2 separate regions of the Mus musculus genome follow, and region 1 is linked to region 2. Evidence: chromatin contacts called from public HiCAR-type data. All regions are on one chromosome and are shown on one strand. The core of a region is the stretch at or near the end of the contact, and the rest is flanking DNA. Distances in the headings are between cores, read along the strand shown. Region 1 overlaps Timd2 (T cell immunoglobulin and mucin domain containing 2). Region 2 overlaps Havcr2 (hepatitis A virus cellular receptor 2).

Region 1 (6,285 bases), core at 1,238-3,737, 210 kb after region 2:
CTGCATGCTGCTGGCAGGGTCAGTGGGTAGAGCAGTGGCCACAGATATTGCTAGGGGAAAGATGGCACAGTGGTGGCCTGAGCCTCCTGGCATCCCAGGAGCCCACTCTGCTCTGCAGGGACATACTCCTTTGTCCCCCTGCCACACTTCCAGACCTGTCACCACCACTGAATCTCTAGTTCTGCTTCTCTTTGCTGTGAACACCATTGCTTTCAGCCATCTTCTCTCCCAATTTCCCAAACTCCCATCTCCTCAGAATGAATTTTCTATATTGAAAAGCTGGAGTCTATGTTAGAGAGCCACTCAGTATGGTTATCACGCATAACCTCTGAGTTCCAAATTCCCAGGCTTTACAACAATGAGCAATGATATCTCCAGATTTGGCTCCACCTACTGGCTCAGGCACAGAGGTACAACCTCCAGTCTTACTGATAGTTGTTGAGGTCTGTCCTGACTCTGAAGGCAAGGCTAGACTCTCTCCCTCTGTGTGCTCAGTCTGAACCCAGCCTCCTGCTGTCTGTTCCACCTAGTGCCTGGTCTGCATCCTTCCCAAAGCTGTATCTCTGGGCCTTTCCTCAGTGAAGACTGAAAGACTATACTGAGGCCTTGTTTCAAAATGGCTTCTGTGTGAGGCCTTTGAGTTACAAGTAGGAAAATGGGATTCTTCCCTCCTGATGACTCATCAGCCAGAGGATTCAGCTCAATCAAACCCACAGCTGGGTTCAGGGCTTGTGAGGGCTGTGGGCCTGTCCTGTGGTAGGACTGCCCATCTCTGCTCCTGCTCACCTTTGGAAACTGTTTCTTCCCCCTCTGCTTCCTGGGAAACTGCAGGGATGAGACCCAGGCTTCTGCTCACTTCTCTGCATCAAGTGCCCCTCTCTTCCCCCTTTCAGGGACCCTTTCATTCCCTGCTGCATCTCTGAAGCTCTGTATTCCTTCCTTGAGAAGCAGCCTGTATTTTCTTATTCTAATCAACTTCTTTCCAGGCTCACAGAGAGGCAGTCTCTAATCTCCCTTCTCACCTGGAAGTCCCTACACTCTGGATACCTAAATCAGTTGAAAACTCATCTGATATATGCACAATGTCTCTGCACATGAATATTCACACCAGATAGTTTAGTTTCCAGAGTTGGAAACTTCCAAACTGTCTCCTATAGCAATGAATCAATAAGGTTTAGTATACTCCAACTAAATGACTCCAATGAAATAAATGGTACTTATCTATAAATTCTGGAGCTGTGCTGGCCATGGTCATGCACACATTATCTCTGCACTCAAGGTACTGAGGCAGAAGGACCTCAAATAAGAGGCTCATCTACTGTACAGGAATAATCTATCTCAAAAAAGTAAAACCCCAGCTGTTGAGATGACTCAGCTGTTAGGGCCATTGCTATTCTTACAGAAGACACTAGTTCTATTCCCAGTACTCATGTGAGGTGATTCATAGCTGTCTGTATTTCTGGTTCCAGGGAATTGAACACTAATTTTTGGTCTCCCTGGGCAGGCACACATACATATAAGTAAAATTTTTAAAAAAATCAAACAAAAGCCGGGCATGATGGCACACGCCTTTAATCCCAGCATTCGGGAGGCAGAGGCAGGTAGATTTCTGAGTTCAAGGCCAGCCTGGTCTACAAAGTGAGTTCCAGGAAAGCCAGGGCTACACAGAGAAACCCTGTCTCAAAAAACCAAAAAAGAAAAATAAATAAATAAATAAATAAATAAATAAATAAAATAAAAAAATCAAACAAGAACCACAAAGAAACAAATTATAGTTGAGATTTAGGAAAGGGAGGGATAACTGGATGACACAAGTACCCTCAGAGTCAGGACATATGTCATCAATTATCAATGAGACTAGAGTTTGGTGCCTCTGAGGCTATGCCAATGGGTGAAACAGATTCTGGAGGGATCTATTGTTCATTGTAAAGCCTGGGAATGTGGCACTTTGGGAGCTATTTTCTGGTCTGTCACACTATTATCTATGAAGCAATATTAGTGAGTATATGTCATAATACATTTGTCAAATGTATTATCTCAGGATGCACAGAAGCAAGAGAAAGAGACTATGAACTTCAGTTCAGTGGCCAATTGTGCCAGGATTGGTTCATCAGTGCCACAGTGATGGGGATTGCTGATGCTGGCAAGGCCTCTCCCTCTTCCCCTCCTCCCCCTCTCCCAGCCCCCCTTCTCTCTCTCTCTTGCTCTATCTCATTCTCTGTTTCAGTCAGCACGTGTGTATGCTTGTGTAGGTTGGGGAAGGTGGTTTTGTGAAAAAGAAATCTCTGTACCTCCCACTTAGTTTTGCTATGAGCATAAAACTATTCTTAAAAAACAAAATATGCTAAAATTATGACTGAATTGTCATCGAAGTATTTTTAGGCTCCTGCATGTGCAAAACTAGTAAAGACAGGCATCCCATATCTGTGTTATACAGTGCAGAATAGGGGTCACCTTCCAGCATCTCTCCACAGCACAGTGGGGATTTTGTCTTTTACTTTTTTTTTTTTTTTGATGAATCTTTGAGTTCTTTGAAGGCCCAGGGACAGAGTCAGCTAGCAGCTGTGCACCAGCTTCCTGGGGAGCCTCACAGATGCATGGGAGCACTCAGACTTCCTGTTCCCAACACTACCTCCCTGGAGGCCAGACCTGGGCCAGACCTGCTCTCACTGACCTCACGCCCTGACCACGACTTGGTTGTACACCTGCCCTCGCCCATTGTTGGTATTGTGCTATTCCAATTTGTGCATTTTATGTTCTTCCAGAGGATTTATTCAGACATCAAGAAGGCATTCTCTCCTCTGTCCTCTGAGTCTCCTTAGGCCAGTGGGTTTTAGTCTGAGCCACCACATAAATCATCCAGAGAAGTTGAACACTTAGGACACCAGAGACTGCAATTAGTGGGCTCATGGACAGTTTTCAGCTCTCCAGATGACTCAGCTGAAGGGCCAAAGTGACAAACTATAGGACTTGATGAGACCTTGATATTTTCCCAACTTCAACACTCCCCTCCAGCTAATCACAAAGATAAATTAAGAAGAATGAATAAGACACATGTGAAAAAGTTTAACTTCTAATATTGTGCTTGGAAGCATTTATGAACCTCAAAAGACCACCAAGGAGCCAAATAACAATACGATCCCCTTAGGGTCTCTTTATTTTACACTGGAGTTTGGCCTTACTGCTAAGCATAGGACGGTTTGGTGAAGCAACTCTGAACCCTCATTTGGAAAGAGTTTTACAGTAGAATAGGAGCAAGTGAGGGGTGTCTAGTCTGACGAGCATCTAACAGAATGAGTACTGTCAGCTCTCAGGTGCATGCTCTGAAGCAAGACCATGGCAATCACAAATGGTCGGAAAGTACATCTGAAACAGTCAGACTAATCTTTGATTGACTGTTGCTAGGAAGTAGCTAGGGAGTAACTCTGGGTTATGGGCCAAGGACATGGGGTCCTTCCTGGCACTTGGGTGTAGCATGAGTTCAGCTGTAGGTCATTTTCCTAGGCTTTTTTTCTTTAAGATGGAGGCTGGTCTTAAGATGCAATAGGTTTAGCTTCTTAAAACCTCTTTTAAAATCAAGCTGTAGACTATAACTCCTGTACTTTCACCATCCATAGTATTTCTAGGGAAGCTACAAATCAGGGCTGTCATGGCTAAAAACATTCTTTGATGTATAATCGCTGCATATTTAAGAAAAATAAAACAATGTACTTTAAGCATAATTATTTTTACAGCAGATGAAGGAGGCTCCATTGGCAAACCCAGACAGAATGCAACTTTCCACTCACTATCTGACTTTTCAAAAACAAAAACAAACAAACAAGCAAATATTAAAAACCAATCCAAACCAAACCAAACCAAACCAAAACCTACTCACCAATCAACCACCCAACCAATCAACCAAACAGCCAAACAAACCCGAAGCAGACACACATTCATTTCCTAGAACTCCATAGTACAGCACTGGGAGTCTGTACTAAGATCCAGCACCCTGCTCTCCTTGGCTATGGGTTGAATGTCTCTGATCCGGTGTCAAGAATCATGCAGACTGATATAGACATTAACAAACTCTAGCCAATCTGCTCTTTTCAACAACCAAACTGCAACAACTTTTGTTAGTTCTTAGCAAAACCAAATATTTTATTGATTGTGACAAATTGCTTCATTATGAAAAGTAGATAGTCCCAAATACTGTCACACCTGCCATAAGGCTTCTCTCAGCAGAGAGCCTGTGCCCTTCTCTCTTGCCTTTCCTTCCCCTTTCATTTCTTCACTATCTCCTCCTAGCACCTAATTCAGAGCTCAGTGGGTAAGTTTAGGAACAGTAAGCACCAAGACAGAAGTGGAGTAGAAATAGCACCAATGAACTGAATCCCTTGATCCATTATTTTCTTCCCCTGATGTGTGCCTGGTCCATAGTCACCATGATAACCTCTCCTAATAATGAACACCCACCCTTATCCTAAGACCAACGGCATAATAAATGATCTTATTTCCAGAAGTATGAGAAATTTGCCACCTCTAAAAGCGACATTAGATTTCCTTAAAACCTCCATGCTCTCATTATTGAAGCCCTTTGGGCAAGATGGGGGAAGTGACATTTCAAAGTATGATAAAATAGATAAAACATGATTATGAAATTCTTCTGAATTCAGAACTTCCCTCCCACCCACACATTTTTTTAAACTTTTAAATATTATTTCTCTCTTAATGGTTTAAATAACCAAGACTATTTCTGTATTATCAGTAATTGTGTTGACTCAGAAAAAAAATCAACCCTCTGAAATGTTCACATTTGAGAAAATCGCTGCAGTGAATGGAGACACTGAGGCGGTGCTGATACAAGAATTAGGATGATGTTAAACTTGAGTTGAGTGTACACAGTAGAGGGTTACCCTCTCCACTACAGCTGGAAGAACCAACACAGAAAATTGCTCTGGACGCTGTGATATCACTGACAGTCTCTTTAATCTCAGGCAGAAGGTGCCTCAGAGGGCCACTAGGACTCTTCTTCGGGGTAAGGAGTGTCTTCAATAATGTAGACCTGGTCTTCACATCTGGTCCGTTCGACCACTTTTTTGGGGGAAGCTCCAATCTTAGAGATAGGGAAGGCAACGAAGCTGCAGAGAGAGAGAGAAAAAGAGAGATGTTGAAAGAATAAGAGGCCATCTTTAGAGTCTGAGTGGAACATTTGTGATACATACTCAGGACTCCAGAAGCTCCATGCACAAAAACTGCAACAGTGAATAGTTCCACACAGGCCCTCAGTATTAAGTCATAGAAATGTGATTATCATCAGACTAAGAATTATTTTTTGTTTTTAAAGAGCAGCTCATATTCAAATCTTCTACATTACTTACGTAATAGAAGGAAAGTTGTATGAAGACATAACTAGCATCAAAGCAGGTACCCAATTAGGATGTGCATTTGAAACTGGATTTAAAATGAAAAGTCCTGTATTTACTTTGGATTGCGATGCTTTAGAGAGGGTTAGGAGGGCCCGGTGACCTGAGTGATAACCCTGGAACCGTGGGAGGGTACAAGGAAAGAACCAACTCCACAATGTTGTTCTCCAACCCCCACAGGTGCCATTACACATCGCCTCCGCCCTCAGCCAAGGCACTATGCATACAATTAGTGTGAAGTTCTATTTTAAAGCAAAGGTTTTGAAACCTGCATAGAATCTACATCCTCTTAACATTAAGAGTAGAATAGAGGGAAAATGGTGGGACTTCTGGGTCCCAAGAGAAAGGTCAGGGGTGCAGGAAAAAAAATGTTGATATAAATCTATATAATGATAACAAAATTTGAAATTAATACTGTTACTCTAAGATAGGAATTATACCTTTGCAACTCATCTAAGAGTGTGAGGCTTGAACCTAGTCGTTCTAGTAGGTGCTAGCACAACACAGCGCCTTTTCTTTCTTTTCTGGTTTTTCGAGACAGGGTTTCTCTGTGTAGCCCTGGCAGTCCTGGAACTCACTCTGTAGACCAGGCCGGCCTCAAACTCAGAAATCCGCCTGCCTCTGCCTCACGAGTGCTGGGATCAAAGGCGTGTGCCACCACGCCAAGCCAGCTACATAGTGCCTTTTCACAGGGGCTGGTGTGTGTTACATAATCTCAAAGTCCACTTGTATGACACATATTCACATACGTTGCATGCACAAAAACATCAGACACTGAACTGAAGAAAATCAATTTGGGAAGAGGACTGCTGGCCCATTGCAGCTACAGGAGGTGGTTCTCGTGGAGGTCATTCACTACCCCTGTTAGTCAGGGTACTCG
Region 2 (7,064 bases), core at 4,421-6,920:
ACAGTTCCCTGGTCTTATGAATGATAAAAAATTAGAACTGAAATTAGACATCAAAGCAGGTGAGTAGACCTTTCCATGTTATCATTGTCCGTCAGCATCCCTGTGAGTCATGAATTCATAGAAATAGAGGATGCTCACATCTGACTTCCTTAGCTACAGACCTTGGGATGGGATGGGAAGACATGGATTAATAGGCCTCCCCTGTGAAATGCAGTGGTATAGCTTCCACATGTGTTTGAACTCCAGGATATGGTCTACAGAAAAGGAAGAAAGACCTAGACCAAGGGTTCACAATCCTGCCTGATCATGAGCATCACATGGAAAGTCTCTGCTTTCTATCTATTTTAATTGTTTTTATGATATATTTTTTATCATATTTTTTCCTTTCCTCCAACTTCTGATTAGATTTTCTCCACCTTCTTACTCACACAACTTTGTGTTCTTTCTGTCTCTCAAACACACAGACACACACACAAATCAAAACTCAGAACAAACAAGCATAATCAATAATAGAAAAATATCTGACAAAACAAAGTGCACAAAATCAAATGGAGTATGTTACTTCTGGGTAAGGGACCTACTCTTGAATGTGACTGGTATGCCCAGTGACACTCCATTGGAGAGAACTGGATTTTCTATTTCCCAGCTGGCATCAATTGCAAATAGCTTCTTAGAGGAGTGGGCGCTCCGGTCTCCTTCCCCTTTCCAGTGCTGGGATTTCATCTGGTTTGAGTCTGTGCAAGTCTTATGAGTGCTATCATTGTCTCCATGAACTTATATGTAGAGTAGTCCCGTTTCCTCGAAGCTATCTATTACCTCTGGCTCTTACAATCTTTCTGTAGAGAGAATCTCTTGTGTAGTGTGTGGAGGCATCACTTGTCAAGTAAAAGCTAGTGGTCTATTAGCAAAAGGCAGGAAGTAATAGGTGGGAATTCTGGTTGAGAGTTTGGAACTCTGGAAGAGAGTCAGAGGCAAGAGATTTCATCCTGGGCTCTGAGAAATTCAGATACATGAAACTGAGAAGAGGTAACCAACCATGTGGCAGACATAGTCTAAAATAAATGGGTTATATAAGTTATGAGCCAGTCGGAGAACATGCCAAAGCTATGGTCTAGGTACTTATTCATATATAATTAAGTTTCAGAGCCATTATTCTGGAAATAAAGAGGCCAGGTAGAAAAGACTGTGGCTACAAATGGTGTCCCACATTAGGCACCAAATGTTGTTTTTAATAAAGTCTCAAATGTTCAATTTTACCAATAAAGACTAGGGAGCCAGATGCTGGGGTAATAGCCTGCTAGCTCAGAGAGACAGCGAAAGAACCCATTTGACCTTCCTCCGCAGTAGATGTCCCAAAAGAAAAAGGAAGTTCTCTCTACACTGTCTCAAAAACTCTTCAAACGGAATGCCCCTCCCTTCTACTTCCTGCGCATCTCTCTATCCATCCTCCTGACTTCTTCTCACTCTCTATGGTTTTTTCCTATGTTCACTCCCTGTCAACTGGTTGCTTGCTCTGCCTCTTGTCCTGTTGTTGACTTTATTTAATCCTGTTCACACTAAACAGAAAGCTTTCAGATTAAAGGTGTGTGCTAGGGCTGAGTCACGCCTCAACTAAAAACAGGCTTGCCCAGTAAACAACACAATCTCAAGAGTTCACAGCGTGATCAAATATCCTGCGGCATCTTTCCATCTCCTCTTGGTGCTTGCGCCCTACCTAGAAACCAGAGTCTATATAGAGATGGATTCTGAATTTTTTTCCTACCTAACAATCTATTTTAGGTAAGCCAGGAATAGAAACCACTGGGTTGTACACATGTTTTAAGAAGATGTATATGTGCGTGTTTATGTGTTTTAAGATAGGTTAGGCTTTAACATAGGGTCAGGTATGTAAAATGCAAAAGTCCCTGGTCTCACTACACCAAGCAAAGAATTTAAGAGCACATCTTTGTGGTCATGTGGAGCAGAGTTCAAACCAACTCTGCTTCTTATTAATTTTCTAATGTTGGAACATTATTTCAAGTGTATAACCTTTTCAGCTGTAACATATAGTTATCTACCATATAGGCCACTGGAAGGATTCTATAGGCTGAAGATTATACGGCAGCTTTAGTGTGACCTCTGATGGCTGGTACTTCATTACTAATTAGGCTGTAGCAATGATAAGTGCATCTCACCACTGTTAAACATCTGAAATATGTGCTACATGTAGATTTGCAGCTGAGGGTATGTGGCTTTTCATTTATTGTCGTTCAGATGTCGTCTTCTGCCCTGTCAATGTTCCCTGACATAGACTGTGCTCTTAGCAAAGCCTTGCTCTTGGATGAGTGAGATGGCTCCATGGGTAAAGGCACTTGCTACCAAGCCTGATTACCCGAGTTTTGTCTCCTCAGCTCACATAATGGAAGGAGAGAACTGATTCTTGAAAGTTGTTTTCTGACCCCCACATGCTCCCCCTTCCCAATAAATAAATGTTTAATAAATCCCCTTATCCATAATAATGTTTTCTGACTCAAGCCAAGGTCACTCCAGCTCAGACTGCCCATGGGGACTCTACTACAGCTTCTCCAAGAACCCTAACCACGGAGAGAAATGGTTCAGGTAAGACATAAACACAGGAATATGTGTTTAGTCACAGAGCTTTGAATATGATAAATAGCTAAGAAAAATCACTTTTTTTTTTTTTTTTTTTTGGTTTTTCGAGACAGGGTTTCTCTGTGTAGTCCTGGCTGTCCTGGAACTTGCTCTGTAGACCAGGCTGGCCTCGAACTCAGAAATTCACCTGCCTCTGCCTCCCAAGTGCTGGGATTAAAGGCGTGCACCACCACGCCTGGCTGAAAAATCACTTCTTTTTTCTCAGCATCTGTAGTATTGTTTGAGGTGAATGAGGTGGTGGACCACATCTTAGCCGCCTGGGTTAGGATTCTAATTCACAAACTAGCCAGGTGAACAGAGGCAAGGCTGTTTGATTCTCTGGTTCTCTGCTTCCTCTTCTGTCCAAAGAGCAGGGCCCGGAGACCACTGGATTTCCTGTCTCAGGAAAATGCCCGGCCCCTACCATGGAGAAATGATTTTGGATAGCCATAGATTTTGCTATGCAAAGGAAGAGAAATATTTACTATCGCCATTGTTTCATTTAGAAAGGCATTTAGGGCTAGAGAGATGATTCAGCTATTAAAGGCCAAGGCTCACAAATAACAATGGCTTTAACTTACTTTAAAATGTTATCACATTGTGTGTGTGTGTGTGTGTGTGTGTGTGTGTGCACGTGCGCACGCGTGTACACTCATGTGTCATGGATGGCATGTAGCAGCAAGGGAAAAATTTGGAGGTACCTGCTTTTTCCTTGAACTGTATAGGATGAGGGGATCAGACTCAGGTCTCAGGCAAGTACCCTTATACATGGAGCCATTTAGCTGGCCCTTACATAAAACTTAATTAAAAAAAAAACCCTAATAAGAAATTGTTCTCTTCTAGTTAAATATTAAGTAAACAAGCGTCTAAAAGGAAAGGCTCACAGCATCGTCTTCATTATTTTCTGATTTACTCTGAGCAGGCATGTTGCTTATATCTGGGGTTAATGGGTTGATTAGGTGTCATTCAGGGCCCTTTCTAGCAGGTTGCATAAGGAGGAACTGCAATTCTCATAGGGCACGAGGCTGAAAGCTGTCCCAGAAGATAAACAGGAGAGGAAAGGCTGTCTTATTCTAAAAATAAGAAAAGAAATGGAAAATGAAATTCATTGACATTTAAAGTCTTGTTTACAGATGTTATACTCTGCCAGTGACTGATAAATCATTTGGATAGCTATGTACACTTTTTGCTTACTGCAAAAGTGAGCATATACACTATTTGAATATTAGGAGGGTTGAACCTTTAAAAGTGAGAATGGAATTTCCTAAACTCACAGGAAACAGAACAAATGTGTTCTTCTCTTATTGAAGGAGCCAAGGCTGGATCCCAGGGGAGTCTTTAGCTCTGGAGAAGGCCTTCTCTGAGTCCCAGCTTTCTAATCCATAGTCCATGTCATGGGCAGAGCTCTCTAGCATAGCATCCTGTTTCCGGGTTGCTGTGTTAGTGCAGCAGGTATAGCCCCTTGCCATGAGGGTTGAGTTAGATCTCAAGTCCCCAAATGGTGGAGAACTGCCACAGATTGTCCTCTGGCCTCTGTATGGACACCAACGCATCCTCTGCCAGCTAAGCTAAACCTCCAGCCCTGACTTCTTTACTCCCCGCCCCCATTTCATTTTGCTACAAACATGAACAAGAGATAACTATAACGTTACTTTTTATTTCTGTTTTTCCCAGGGAACCCAAGACTGCACTAGAGTGTAAACAGCAGGAAGGAGAAATGAAACACACACACACTGAGATAAAATAAAACAAAATGTTTTTTCTTCTTCTAAAAATGGCAAAATAGTGGTACATCTACATAATACTAAGATGAGGGCTAGGTATGATGGCGCACACCTTTAATCCCAGCACTCGGGAGGCAGGGGCAGGCAGATCTCTGTGAGTTCAATGCCAGCTTGATCTACATACCAAGTTCCAGGACATCTGGGGCGACATAGAGAGACCTTGTCTCAACAAAACCAAATCAAACCAAATCATAAAAGGATGAACAGTGCTAAGCACCACATCTGGTACCTACGTGCCAAGTAGACAGTACCTACAACATTTGTGTACATTCATGACCATTTCATTTCTCCTTCCTGCTGCTTACACTCTAGTGCAGTCTTGAGTTCCCCAGGAAAAACAGAATAATAAATATTGTTACAGACATCTTTGTTTATGTTTGTAGCAAAATAAAATAGGGGTGAGGAGTAAAGAAGCCAGAGCTGGAGGTTTAGCTTAATTGGCAGAGTCTTTGTCTAGCTTACATGCAAGCCCTGAGTTTGATTCCCAGCACCACGTAAATCAAGCGTGGTGGGGCAGGCAGGCTGGTAAACCCAGCACTCAGGAGGATCAGGAGTTGAAGGTCAGTCTGGCTATAGGGAGGGTCTGAGTGCAACCTGGGTTGCATGAGTCACTGTCTCAAAAAAGGAAGAGAGAGACAGACGAGACAGAGAACAATTCATTCTCATCACTGAGACCAAGAGTCATAAAGATGGGGAAGCAGAAGTGGGATTTCCACTTTAGAGATTGCATGTGGTGAAAGACTCCTGTTTACTTTGAAGTCCCACCTACTCCCCCTGCGGTTTTTATGATTTAAATCGCTTTCAGGTAATGAGAACAAAGCTGGAACATGTTTGTTTGTTTTTCTTCATAAATAATTTTAAGCCAAGACAGACTTTGTACTGTTTAGACCACAGTCTATTAAACTCAGATTTCCTGGAAGCCTTGAAAAGTTTAGAGTTTGAAGGGTCTGAAAGGTGACCGTGACTTTTCACAATCTCTGACTCCAGCAGCAAAAGGAATGAGTTGCTTTTGTTTTCTGGCAGCTGACAGCTCTTTGCGTGCCTGATGCTGTGTCCCCCTCCTGCTCCTTATCTTGCTTTTGCCCCTGTCCCCTCTACCTGGAGACAAATGAGCTCAAAGGAGAGATGGTGGCTGTCAGATGAGCTATGTGACTCTCTTCGTGTTGGTGACGTTGCTGGGTGAAGCTCTTGAGAATGCTGAAGTTAAGCTTGTGGCTTTGGAGCCGTGTGAGCCTACATGGGAAGCTGTTCTTACTCATGCAGCAGGGTGTGGCCTCAATCTCAGTTTCTTCCCTTGTCCAAATGACTAAGTCTCTACCCTTTAGAACAGTTGCGGTTTTACTTTTTATTTTATTTTTATTTAAAGATTTGATTAGTGTCTGTTCATTATATGTAGAACAGGTTCTCTGCAGATATTTTTACTCAAGGATATCATCTATTCTGACAATATCTATCCTTCATCCCCTTCGTCTTCTCCCTGCCCTCGCTCGATAGTCTGCTTCTTTCTGGATATAGTCTCACCTTTGTCTTCATTGCATATAAGCGACTTTTGCACTGAGTGAGAAGTTTGACATTTCACATACAGAAATCTAGTTTTCCCAGTTCCTTTCATTGAAGATGCTGTCCCTCAACCCGCCCCCCCCCCACGCCCTCCATGGTCCCATTGCATGTATTGGGTATGCTTGTCAAGAAGAGAAAAAAAAGGCAGGTGTCTTCAGACATGTGACTTTGTTTCCAGCTCCTTCACCCCATCCAGCTGCGCTACCTGTATGTGTTAGTCTGATGCTGCTTGTCGCTGGGTCTCTCTGTATATGAGCTGAGATCAGGATTGCTTTCTATCAGAGGTCTTCGAGTTTTGGGATGAGTCCCATTGCTGTGAAGACTGGTCATGGGACTTGGGGTGGGGATTACGTGGAACCTGTACACTGTTTTTGGTAAGATAGATACTTTCATATTACTTCTGCTCATCTATGAGAAATCTTTCTGCATTATGGTGTTTTCTTCTATTTAAAATGTTAATTATAGAGCTTTTTTTTCTTTTATTTTCTTGGCAAGTATTATTTCTAGGTATTTTTATCTTATATTTTTTTAAAGATTTGTTTATTTATATCTATGTTATGCGTGTGAGTGCTTTGCAGGCATATCTGTAAGTGCACTACTTGCCTGTCTGGTGCCAACAGAAGCTAGAAGAGGATTCTAGATCCTTTTGGACTACAAGTTGTAAAAGACTGCGAACCACCATGTGGGTGCTGGGAACCAAACCCAGGTCCTCTGTAAGAGCTATAAGTGGCCCTAACCAATGAGCCGTCTCTCTAGCCCCTACATGACTTTGTTTTTAGAAAGACAAGGTCTTAGTATGTAGCGCTGGTCATCCTGTAACTCACAGTGTAGATTAGGGTGGTCCCAAGCTCATGGAGATCTGCCTACCTCTGCCTTCCAAATGCTGGGGTTGAAGGTGTGTGCCAGCACACCAAGAGAATTTTATTTGTTGCAACTATTGTGAATGGATTGTTTTCTTGATTTCTTTCTCATCGGATTTGTTATCGGCATATAAGAAAGCTTTGAGTTTTGTGTATTGATTTTGTATCTAAGCATCAACTCTAAGAGTTTTCAGTCTTTGGTGTGTCTTACATACACGATTGTGTTATC

What was found. HiCAR-type assays count read pairs that join an accessible place to other places.
Region 1: a contact with region 2 is called in a HiCAR-type map of Th17 cells, with 8 times the contacts expected there. The contact joins two enhancer-like sites. A contact is called at or near these places in 1 of 15 datasets of contacts at CTCF or cohesin (CD8 T cells), 4 of 484 Hi-C or Micro-C datasets (Th1 cells, double positive thymocytes, embryonic stem cells and 1 more) and 2 of 115 datasets of contacts at active chromatin or transcription factors (CD8 T cells and Th17 cells).

What each region holds. Positions count from the first base shown.
Region 1 is chr11:46,665,899-46,672,183 of GRCm38.p6, forward strand. It overlaps Timd2 (T cell immunoglobulin and mucin domain containing 2), which reads right to left. Exons shown (of 9, transcript NM_001161355.1): 9 at 3,062-5,120. The coding sequence ends at 5,000. Among named protein-coding and RNA genes, the nearest start is that of Timd2, 30 kb to the right of the region's middle. Within about 2 kb of position 2,488, at least 6 of the 459 cell types and tissues checked have an H3K27ac peak or open chromatin away from gene starts, as enhancers often do. A contact at or near this core is called in Th17 cells, where this site is marked.
Region 2 is chr11:46,456,536-46,463,599 of GRCm38.p6, forward strand. It overlaps Havcr2 (hepatitis A virus cellular receptor 2), which reads left to right. Exons shown (of 7, transcript NM_134250.2): 2 at 1-59; 3 at 2,515-2,598. Among named protein-coding and RNA genes, the nearest start is that of Havcr2, 5.1 kb to the left of the region's middle. Within about 2 kb of position 5,671, at least 87 of the 459 cell types and tissues checked have an H3K27ac peak or open chromatin away from gene starts, as enhancers often do. A contact at or near this core is called in Th17 cells, where this site is marked.